Linked DNA regions of Zea mays: region 1 is linked to region 2. The links are chromatin contacts, called in public Hi-C maps. All regions are on one chromosome and are shown on one strand. Each heading gives the region's core, a stretch centred on a gene start, on an enhancer-like site or on the middle of the called end of the contact. The rest is flanking DNA. Distances are from core to core; before and after follow the strand shown.

Evidence for each region. Hi-C and Micro-C count contacts between places; a contact is called where the count stands out from the background.
Region 1: a contact with region 2 is called in a Hi-C map of ear, with 4 times the contacts expected there. The contact joins the promoter of LOC100283454 here to the promoter of LOC100193408 in region 2. A contact is called at or near these places in 4 of 25 Hi-C or Micro-C datasets (ear, endosperm, leaf and 1 more).

What each region holds. Positions count from the first base shown.
Region 1 is chr2:219,854,202-219,859,870 of Zm-B73-REFERENCE-NAM-5.0, reverse strand. It overlaps LOC100283454 (serine/threonine-protein kinase Haspin), which reads right to left and starts at 1,374. Exons shown (of 15, transcript NM_001156355.1): 1 at 1,264-1,374; 2 at 1,078-1,189; 3 at 881-961. The coding sequence starts at 1,279.
Region 2 is chr2:219,588,526-219,594,784 of Zm-B73-REFERENCE-NAM-5.0, reverse strand. It overlaps LOC100193408 (calcium ion binding), which reads left to right and starts at 1,598. Exons shown (of 6, transcript NM_001138531.1): 1 at 1,598-1,921; 2 at 2,197-2,286; 3 at 2,370-2,606; 4 at 2,740-2,847; 5 at 3,485-3,714; 6 at 4,273-4,654. The coding sequence starts at 2,749. The coding sequence ends at 4,483.

The DNA.
Region 1 (5,669 bases), core at 125-2,624, 270 kb before region 2:
CCACATTTGTTGTTCAACTGTAACATGGCCAAGGTTATGTTGTCAGTTACAGCTAAATGCTTTGGAGCAGATCATGTCCCTAAGAATCTACATCAAACGTGGAGATGGTGTGATCTTTGGATTCCGGGTGGACAGAAATTCCACGCGTTAGGCAATGCAGCGTTGTGCTGTGCCATTTGGAAAACAAGAAATAAAGCATGCTTTGAGGGGAAAGTTTGTGAAACATCTTTTTGTGATTATTTGTTATGCATGCGCTCTTATGCTTTATTGGACAGGTTGTTTACGCTGAAATGGGCAAAGAAGGACTACTGGAAGGGGTGAACACCATGCTTCAGACCGAGTCAAGAATCCTTGCTGATAAAGATCAACCAAAGGTGGTGTTGAAGAAGCTGAGGGATATGGATCACCAAGGTGATGATGACCAGGAATCTGACAGATGCACCTGAAGATGCTGTTGTACTGGGTCTGGTGTCGTTCTTTGTTTATCTGTAAACCTGAATGCGTGTAGCCGTGTAGTGCTCTGTGGTCAGTCGTTCTCTGTCTAGCTATGACGCCTGAATCAGATTGCAATAGATGAAAGGGGGCTGTTAGGTTCATGTTCTGTTATCTCCTTTTTTTCTCATTTCATTTCTCTGAACTATCAGAGTAACTGACTTATTTCGCTATATGTGTAATGGAAATGGGGAATGCCTCGAGCCCTCGATTCAGGTAAAAGATGTTGGACCCATCCACCAGACTTTGTAAAGGAATTGGTCTCCAGTGACATTACTGGAGACAGTGTCTAATGGAAGCGTTGTAAAGTGAATTAGTGAAAGTGAAGTTGTGCGTCACATGAACATATCTGCTACTGAAGAGAACGAGAAATGTAAGCAAGGCGCACCTGATGGAAAGCGACCGGTTCCAGCTGGTTCGCTTGCGCGGCACGAAGCTCGGGCGCCGCAGGCCACTGAAGCTGGCTCTCCTGCGGGAACAGGAAAACGCGTCACCTAATCACAGCAGAGGCAGCCCTAAATCCACAAAACCAGTGCCAAGCCGGCGAACGAACGAACGATTGGCAGCGGCCAGGAGCGCTCTTACGTTTCCATGTTGGCCCTGCCGGACGATTCCTCGACCAGGCGACGACCGTACACGACGCCAACGCGGGGCGGCCGGGCACGGCCGCTGGCCACGATCTCCGACCACCGGTCGCCTGCGCGAGGAGAAGGTCAAGCGGGTTAGCGGACGGCGCGATCTCCCCGCGGAGCGGACAGGGCGAGCGCGTACCTTCTAGAGACGCCATCCGGGCTGGGCTTTCGGCGGGAGGGTGGAAGGGCGCGGGATTGGGGAGGAGGGGAGGGTCGAGGCGGAGCGGCGGGGTAGTTTGAAATGAGTCTGGACTCTGGAATGCGTATGAATGAATTCGAATTCCGCGGCCGTTGGAATGGCCGATGGCGACGCCAGGGCAGACGAGCGGAGCGGCGGGGCCGCGGGGTGCAGTGGTCGGCTCGGCGGAGTAGACAGTGGAGTGAGGTTTTGTGGACCCGAGAGGCTTGGGCCAGACTCACGGGAGCGGATCTTTTGTGGCTGTCTATTACTTAGGGCCCGTTTGGCAAAGCTCCAACTCCTGCTTCTTTAGCTTCAGATCCTGATCCTCGTGAGGAGCTGATCCTCCTGATTCTTCTAGAGAATCAGAATCATTTTTAAAACCGTTTGGCAAGTAAACTGATTCTTGTCTGCTGAGAGTTGGTGGTCTGTGGCGATTGTCTGTTTTACCCTTTGCAGTTTAACTTTGTTACAAACCAATAAGTAGGATGCATATACGGAAAAAAATTATGAAACAATAACATATAAAATATTTCCATCATAGTAGTGCATAAAATGGTCTCAAATGTTTAATCCATAAATTGGCTCGTTATGTTTTTGTCCAATGGCAATTGCGGGTAATTTCGATCAAACTTTAAGGGGAGGTTCATATTTGGTTGGTTGAGGAGCTGTTTTAAGGGAGGGTGGAGCAGGTTTTTTTAGATCCTACCTTTCTTCACAAAAACGACTCCAAATCTTTCGGCTCCACACGAGAATCAGTTTAAAAAAATACCCGTTTGGCACGGCTTCTCCAGATCCTCGCTTAGAATCAGGAGCTGGAGCTGTGCCAAACGGGCCCTTAGCGGCACTTCTTGGACGAGGATTGTGCCGACCTCACTGTAGCAAATCCCGTGGACCTGTCAAATGTCTTAGCTGCGCCTTTCGAAATCACAGCGGACGAACTACTGAACAAGTAGCTTCCTGCCGTTGTTCAGCTAGTGCGGCGCTTCTTGGACGAGGATTGTGTCGACCTCACTGGGGCAAATCTCGTGGACCTGTCAGTGTCTTAGCGGCGCCTTTCGAAATCACAGCGGACGAACTACTGAACAAGTAGCTTCCTGCCGTTGTTCAACTAGTGATGGCTCCTATTTTAGCACTCCATACTCGTCCTCGCAACAAAAAAAAAAATCCCCACGGAGATCTCACAAACACGTGTGAAAGACAATTCTTCCTTATCCCCGTTCATCGCGTAGATAAGTCCTCGTCAGGGATACCGTTTTCGTTTAAATTATAATTAGATCGTACTTCATTTGAAAATTTGAAAAGATCTCCATCATTATAGTCTCAAGCACATGACAGCCCCATTTTACTTGAGGTCTGTCCTCCTCCTTCTACAACAGTGTCCAGAATCTTGTCCAATGTGTTTCTCTAGAGGTGACCTGCAAGGGAGTGAAAATTTGTGCAGTATTAAAAACCACATCATTACGGTTTAACCATATAGCCCAATAGGGCTTACCATATAGCCCAACAGAGAGCACATGCTCCAACTAGAGATGGCAATGGGTACCCGCGACCCGATACCAGATGGGTATTTACTCCATTAGGGTATGTATGCGGGCTAAATATTCTACCCGTGGCCGTGGGTCTGTTATTGATAAAAAATCTTCACCCAATGGGTCAGCAGGTATTAGAACGTTCCATCTTCACCCATACCCGTTAACCCGTGGGTATAAATACCCAATATAAACTTAGCCCAAGCATGAACTTGGACTTTAATCATCCATCTTTTTTACTATTTAACAACCTTTTAGGCCATAATGTCATAGAAGGCTTAACGACAATTTAATGACCATGTAATGGAACATGTAATGTGATATGCAGTATTGTCCTAGTGTTACTACTTTATCCATTTATCTTCGGTGTGTTGAACTAATGATTAAATAATGCTAGAAATTTTACAATGGTATTTAGATGGATATACTTGACATTTGTATAATATAATATTTTGATAGATGTTTATTTTTTGTGGGTATGGATGACCTGATGGGTGACCCATACCAATGGGTATGGGGGTAAATCCATACCCACCAGTGTATATGGGTGACCCGATGGGGTTATTTTTTTGTCGTGGGTATGGGTATGGGGTAGTAATACCCGGTGGGTATTTACCCATTGCCATCTCTAGCTCCAACCCAAGTCAGACTCTTAAGTCTAGAATTCAAACTTTTAGCCAAGTGCCAAACATATGTTGGATGCACGAAGGTGGAATAATGTTAAATGAAATTTGTACAGCTCTCCAAACACATCTAGCCATATGGCAGTCAAAGAAAAAGTGTTGAATGGATTCATCTAAGTTGCATCCACAACATTTAACACCTTCTTTCCACTGATAACCAGACGTGTGTGATGACTTCGTCAATTTTTAAAATTTGTTGGCCCAGTCTTTGAAGATGATTATCGGGATAGAATTTATGTAATGTTTTGTGAGTATTTGCGTGATACTATGCAATCTCAAAATAATCTAAAACCTTCCTCCAATGGGGGTCCACCTTTAAAAGGAAGTCACATGAACTTAGGGGTGACAAAGGAGGAGCACAATGGTCCTAATTTGCACAATTACTGGAAAAGCAACTTATCGTCTGTTTTTAGTTCGTAGTTACACTAATAAGCTGCTATAGAAACGTCTTGTATGGTACAACTTCTACTTAAATTCATGAAGAAGCTGTGAAATAAGTTATACCAAACAAGACCAGTGGCTCTCTATCTAGCTTGCTTAAGCCAGGGGCGAAGTTAGGTTTGAGTCTGCAGATGCATATGCACCCACGAAAATTAATAAAATCAGTGGTTTAGACCAAATTTTCACCATATATGCACCACCTATATGTTAGCACTATGCACCCTCAAGACATTTGCACACTCCTCTGATTCACTCTAGCTTTGCCACTAGCGTAAGCGTATGGCATAGGATGCTAGTGCGGAGTGTGGCGTGAAGAATTCTAAGCTAAAGGATGGATCCCTTGCTGTGGAGATGGAGATGGAAGAGGATCTTTCCTTGATTGTGGGGTACTGGGGTTGCATGTTCAGCCACCCAATGCAACTCATGGCGGTAAACTGCATAGGGTTAGGGAATGACCCAATAACTTTATGAGTGATGTGTACATATACCAAATTAAGGTATCCCAATATGGCCCCAAAAGCCCATTCTAAGAGAAGAGCACAATCTAATGTGGTCCTAACTAGGACAACCCTCAACTAAAACCGCTTCGACCTAGTCACATCTACCAGGTCGGCTTCGACCAAAATTGTCCCGACCTGATCATCCCAACCTTGGTCGTCCCAAGTGACCTCGGCCTAGTCATCCCGACCAAGCAGATCTAACTGATGTCGCCCTAAGCTAGATCAATGTAAATCGTATAACCTTGATAAAACTCTATGTCGTCGCGGTTCAGAGGTACCATGAATCTCTATGTATGGTTGACACATTTATGGCCCTCTGACCACTTGATGCACACTCCTAGCTAGACGTGTGTCGTACAAGGTAGGTACAATAAGAAGGACTTTAGAGACGTCCAACCACCTGCCCCTTCCAAAAACAACAAGGACCCACGAGCCATGATCCATAGACGTAAGGTAGTCAAACGTTCTAGACAAGACATGTGAAGGAGGAGAGAACTCATAGGCTAACACTCCCTAAGGACTAATTTGGAAGCTAAAATATTGAAGGGGGTTGAAGGGGCTAAAATCCCCTTCTTAGAGCATCTCCAAGAGCTCCCTAGAAAATGACTCCTCAAAATCAATTTTAAGGGACATCTAAATAATTAGTTGGGGTTGATTTTAATCCTTTTTCCAACAGATCCCTTAAAGCGGTAAATTGTTTCTGGGGAGCCCAAAAAACCCCTACAAATAAGGGAGTTTTAAGGGCTATGAAAAAATTGGGAACGCTTTAGGGGGACTATTAGACACACGTTTTTGTGTTTTTTCAAAAAACTAGATTTAGGAGAAACTTCTGGTGAGCTTTTGGAGATGCTCTTTTGGCTCCCAAACTAGCACTAAGAGATTCCTCCTCACTAAACACCTTTCCGCAAGACCAAGAGCCTCCTAGTATAGTTAGGTTAGAGTGACATGACTAGAGGGCAGCAATGGCAAGCCCTTCGTAAACATGAGGTGACTAACTCTATTAATTTTTCTATATAACCTAGATACATGCTCCCCTGACTATATATGAGTTTAATTTGTGTCACATCAAATATTTAAATATATCCATTATGCCTATTAAATATAGGTTTAATTATGTGCTTGTCATTTAGTCATCATGTAATTAGCTTTATAATTGGAATATATTCAACATCCATAATTACCATTCAAATATTTAATGTGACAGGGATTAA
Region 2 (6,259 bases), core at 349-2,848:
GCCGCGCTGCCAACTGTGCTCCTACAGGACTCAGGCGCTCCTCCGACGGCCACGCCATCACATGTACAGGGCCCAAGCTCTCCCCCAACGGCCACGTTGGCATGTACACAGGGCTTAGGCACTCCACTGCCGGACACATTAGCACATAGCTACGCCCCCCTTTGTACGTCTGGACCCTCTCCTTGCCTCTATAAAAGGGAGGTCCAGGGGCACCCTGAGGGGGGTTCGCGCGGGGGAAGCGGCGGACGAACTCTGTGTCTCTCTCTCCCCCACGCGACGCGCTTGTAACCCCTACTACGAGCGGCACCCCTGGTGCAGGATAATATAAGGCTTGTCCCACCTCTTGTGTTCCATCCCGCGCCAACCCATCTGGGCAGGGGCACGCAACGATTTCACTGGTCGGTCCAAGGGACCCCCCGGGTCCGAGACGACGACAGGAACGATGCATAGATCTAACCATGCTATTATTTTGTAGATCACTTTTTGATTGACAAAGAGAAACATAATTATTATTCCTATGTTAATCTTTAAATTGCATTTCCAAAAGAAGTTTTAAACATTATAGTCCATTTGCGGTTCAGTTTGATTTTCCTAGGTGTAGGTTAGCTGAGCAAACAAGGGGGAAGTTGATGGCTCGCGGCCACTGTGGCACACAGCCGTTGTGCTCGCTGGATAAACAAAAAATATTTGGACGAATAAACAAATCAGTCACAAACAAAAAAATCTGGACGGACAAAATTAGCGACATAAACGAAAAATCTGGACAAAAAAACAAATCAGTGACAAAGACAAAAAGTATTATAAAAAACACTCACCATGTTGATCGAACCCACAACCACAAGGTTAAGAGCCTTGTGCTCTACTGACTAAGCTAGACAGGTTTTGTGTACACAATTGTGCTCGGCGCCAAGATCTATGGCGCCAAGCTCGGTGCCACGTCGACGTCACGACGTCCGTTTGTGACAGCGCAGCACGTACCTCGGCGCCATAGGCTACAGCGCCGAGCAAAGAGTCCAAAAATGATATTAAAATTTTCTAGGGTCTAAACGTGATTTTTTCCAAGAAAGGACCAAAATGCAAAAAAATCGGGAATGTCGGTGCCGACTGCATGTTTTGGGCTTATCTGTCAGCGGGGATCGATGTACATCTCCCACTGCGAGCTTTCTCAACCTGGAACTGAAAGTAAAGACTAAATAACTTTTAACATCACAATATATACTGTATCTAAGAACTCTGTATCCTAAAAAAAGAAAAAAAATATAAAGGCACACCATATTACAAAAAGAAATATATGGTCAACATGTTTGGTTCTAAATAAAATAAATGAACAAAGCACTATTGATCGTGACCGGGAAAAAAAACTTTTGGCCCAGGCCCAGTGTGTTTGCACATACTTGACAGCTTGTACTTGTAGCTGAAATAACCTGCTGCTCACGGGCTGCCGAAAAGCGCATTGGGTCCAAATTGCCCAACTGTGCTATTAGGCTGACCCAGGGGCTAGAGCCCAATACAGCCCATAGCAATTGTTCTCACCCTCGCCCTCTTCCTCGTATCCACTCGCGAAAATAGCCAAAGAGCACATTCCCTTACCTGCCATGGCGATCCATCCCCGGACCACCGGCGGTCGCAGGCAGCCGCTGCCGCTACCCCTGAAGGGGGCCCTCCTAGCCGCCATCGCTGTCGCGACGGCTCTCTCCGTCCTGTTCGTCCTGTCCTTCACGGACACGCTGACCTTCACGGACACGCTGCCCTACCTGGGGTTCCGGCCCCGGGACGTCGACAAGAGGGACGGCAACCGGAGGTACCTCTACTGGGGAAGCCGCGTAGACTGCCCCGGCAAGCACTGCGGCTCCTGCGCGGGCCTCGGGCACCAGGAGTCCAGCCTCCGCTGCGCCCTCGAGGAGGCCCTCTTCCTCGACAGGTAATTTCGTGCCGTCGCTTCGCCCCTCTTCTTCTCTTCTCCCGCATTGGTAGAGGTCGCTAGGTGGCCCTTCCCTTGGCGTCCAGAAACGTGTGCCCGGTGGCTACAGATGGCCGTGTCGGCTGAATTCCAGATTGCATCGATCTGATAGTCAGTTATTGCAAGATAGGAAGCACCAAAGCAGATTGGATGAAAACAGGGGCTCTGTTATTTCAATTTCACCAATTCGTTTGCAATGTGGAATTATGCTAATGTGCAATGGCCCCGTTCTGCAGGGTGCTTGTCATGCCTGCAAAGATGTGTCTCAGTTCAGTGCACAATACAAAGGGGGTCCTTCAATCAAGCAATGCAACTTCACAACAAAGGTTTTGCTTCTTAAGCACCAGACCTGCATATGCACATTGTTTTTCTTTTGTCAAGTCAATACTTAAACTCCATGTCTTTGCAGGTGGGAAACAGGTTCTTGTGCAATGGAATCCTTATACGATATTGACCTCATATCAAGAACCGTACCTGTTATTTTGGATAATCCACGGTCATGGTACGAGATAATATCAAGAAGTACAAAACTCGGTGAGGATGGCTTGGTGGTGCATGTGCAAGGGGTTAGCAGAGCTGAACTCAAACAAAATTCAAATTACTCTGGTGCTCTCCTCATAAACCGCACAGCAAGTCCTCTTGCTTGGTAAGGAATAAGGATGCTTGTTCCCTGCAAGTCTACCTGCACCCAAAGAAATAGCTTAATTTTATAGTAACGCTCAATCACTTCTATTATGTAATGCATAAAATTCAGGTATAGACTTTAATCATCATTACAGTTCAGGTTTATGGAGTGCAAGGACCGGACCAAGCGGAGTTCTGTGATGTTGCCATACACTTTTCTGCCAACAATGGCAACAAGGAAACTGAGGGATGCAGCAAACAAGGTATATTATTAAGAGATTGACTTACTGATTTGTTTTACAAATATTGAAATGGAAGTGACCGCCAAACCACAGGAAAGCAACAATTTCCCAGCATTGTCTTGCTTACCTCAAAACTCTATTCTTGAAATTTATTCTGTTAACCTATCATTAGCTATTGTGTGGAAATATTATCTCTTCTTGCGCCTCATGGAGAAAGTAGTACCATCAGTAATTCAATGTACCCAATTACTAGAGTAGCATTTTGTCAGATTCCCACTTAGAAGCACTCATGTTTCTACGTCCTGTTATGAACGTCTCTATACTATTCTGTACACAGTACACTGTTGTAGTATTTATATTATTTGAGTGTTGCATGTTATGTGTCATGCGCAGCTGCTGTCCCCTGCTAGTCTGCCCTTTTAAACTTGCTAGCAAGCTGTGAATGATTACTTCATTCAGTATGTTCTCATCTCTCATGCTTCCATGACATGTCATGTATGCCACATTTATTCATAGAAAAGGGTGCAGCATGCACATCTGTGCATGGATGTTCAGGGAGAACTTAATATCTCCTGTGTATTCAATATTCTTTTGGTAATATTGACTTATTAAATACAGCGTGCTATTCTCTGCTTATAAATCCGTGTGCTCTCTTCAGATGAAAGAGATACTTGGTGACTATGATGCTATTCATGTGAGACGAGGTGACCTACTGAAGAATAGGAAAGATAGATTTGGAGTTGAGCGAAGTCTTCATCCTCATCTTGACAGAGATACTCGCCCTGAGTTTATCAAGAAAAGAATCGCAAAGTGGATTCGACCAGGTCGCACTCTTTTCATTTCCTCAAATGAAAGGACCCCAGGCTTCTTTTCATCTCTATCAGACAAGTAAGACTGATACCGTGTACCTACTCTTTTTGCACATGTTGGCTTCTTTTCATCTCTGACAGACAAATAATATTGGCACCCCACACCTACTCTTCTTGCACCTGTATCCCATACATCAATAAAAATTTGAGGACGTCGCTCCATTGGTGTATATACGCCCCGTAGCTGTCTTAATAGATGGAAATACCAGACCCTCTGGAGTTTGGGCAACTTGTGAGCGTCCTGGTTTGAGCCTGGGAGAGCTGTCTCTCAACTAGATGTTGTACCAAACTATGCTTTGGTTCTAGTATGTATTACTGCTTGACCAATGCTTAATGATTTCTATTATTTTCAGGAACTGTATTCCTGAATGATTACCTAAGTAATATATTTCAAATGTTTAAAATATCCCCTGAGTGATGGATGGTTTCATCTTTCCCAAGTAACTATCACCATGGACTGCTAATATAAAAGTAATATTTGCACAGCAGTCAGCAATGCAGCATTATATTTGCATGTGCTCTCTTGAGACAAGCTATGACATTGTTTGTCTCTTATGGTGGCACGTTGTGCATGCAGGTACAGGCTGGCATATTCATCTAACTTCAGCAGCATATTGAATCCGATAGTCAAGAACAACTATCAGCTGTTCATGGTGGAAAGGTTGATAATGCAAGGTGCGAGGACGTTTGTGAAGACAATGAAAGAGTTCGATGAAGATCTTGCTCTCTGCGACGATCCAAAAAAGAATACCAAAGACTGGCGGGAACCAGTTTATACAGATGACTGACGGCAGCTGTTTTGTATTCATAGATGCTTAGGTCCAACTATATCAACGACATCAACAACTAAACTTTTTAGTCCCAAGCAAGTTGGGTCTAACTGTATCACTGATCTTAAAGGTTTCACAAAGATGACCAATTACATGCCATTTATGAGATGACATAATAGCTTGAGATGGATGCATGAACTATATATGGCATGACAGGAGAGGAACAGAGAAAGCGAATGTTGTCTGAAGTCTAAGCTTGAACATCAGATGTGACTGCTCTTTTGTTCAGCTACAGTGTTCAATTGGATTGTTTTACTTCATTTGTTTTAAAAAAAGTTTACTAGGTGGTGGGAGACTGTCGTGTATGTATAGCATGTAACTGCTGTTGGAGGAGCTATCAACTGGAATACTGGATGAGATACATTACTTGCTGCTTCTGTTGCTATTTGTACTTGTGTTAACAGCATCAGTTATACTAGCTCTGTCATTCCTAGAAAAAGAGAGAATGTGGAGCATCTTGTCTTATTTCTAGTGATGTAGAAATTCGTGTTAGCGACACAGTGATATATGTAATGTATAATCAATAAGCTATAGGATATTTAGCAGGGAGTGCTTGTGACTAGCGTTGTACACAGTACTGCAAGTTCAGTGAACCCCATGCAAGCTCCCTCGGAGCATTCATCACTGTAGCTCGAGAGGTGCATCATGCATCGGTGGGTACTCCGTTCAAATATTCTCTCTCCTGTGTGGGTCAGGCCACTGCCTCCTGCTGCATAGACCGCTGGCTGGCTGTGGCTCTCTTCTTCCCCACACTCTCTCCCCCTTCCCTGCCCTAGCCACTAGCCAGAGGACGGCGTACGGCCAGAGCACTCTCCCTCTCTCATCATTATATATGCATATATGCATGGATATCTGTGCCCAGGAGCAGTGCAGGCAGGTGAATGTGGGTGCTCCAGTCCAGCTGCCTGCTGGAGAGAAGATCAGAAGAAGGTGAAGATGGTCGCCAGCAGCTGAGAGAGAAGCTTTGCCTTGCTACTTGCTAGCTATAGCTAGGTCCTTTTGGCATTACCCTCATCGCTCATGTCGCTCCTCCCTACTACTTATATATATTATAATAACAATAATAATAATTACTGGCTATGGCATACGTGTTGCTTGGAGGAGATCAAGTAGCTAGCTATCTCATTTTTTAAGAAATTTTCATTTTCCTAGAAAAATTAGTTCATTTTCTCTTCGAAAAATATAAATCACTTGAAAACATAAAGTTATCAAACTAGCCTTTAGTTATTCAAAACATTCAGCAAAGAAACTCTTTAAAAATGAAGCTATTAAACCCTAGGTAAAAAACACTCAGCAAAGAAACTTTTTGCCAAGTGTTAAAAATAAAACACCCGGTAAAATGATTCTTTGCAGAGTGTTTTTTTTACCGGGTGTTTTTTATTTGACACTCGGCAAATAGCTTCTTTTGTTAAATGCTCATTAAAAATAGTCTTTCAGGCAGTGATTACTATAACAATAATAATAATAATAATAATAATAACTGCAAGATAGCTAGCTAGCTGCAGGCCGACCGTTGAAGTGTTTGGATGGAGGGACGAGGAAGGATGAAGAGGGATGAGATGGGAACATTATAACTTGACCTGCGTTTGATTTGAAAGTCCAGAGTCAGAGTCAAAAAATATTCTTTAAAAATGGTGGATGAGTTCATCCCTCAAAAAATAAGGGACAGGGTCAGTCCAGGGTTGATCCCGTCTCATCCCTCGTTGACATCGAACCAAACACTACCTAACACTG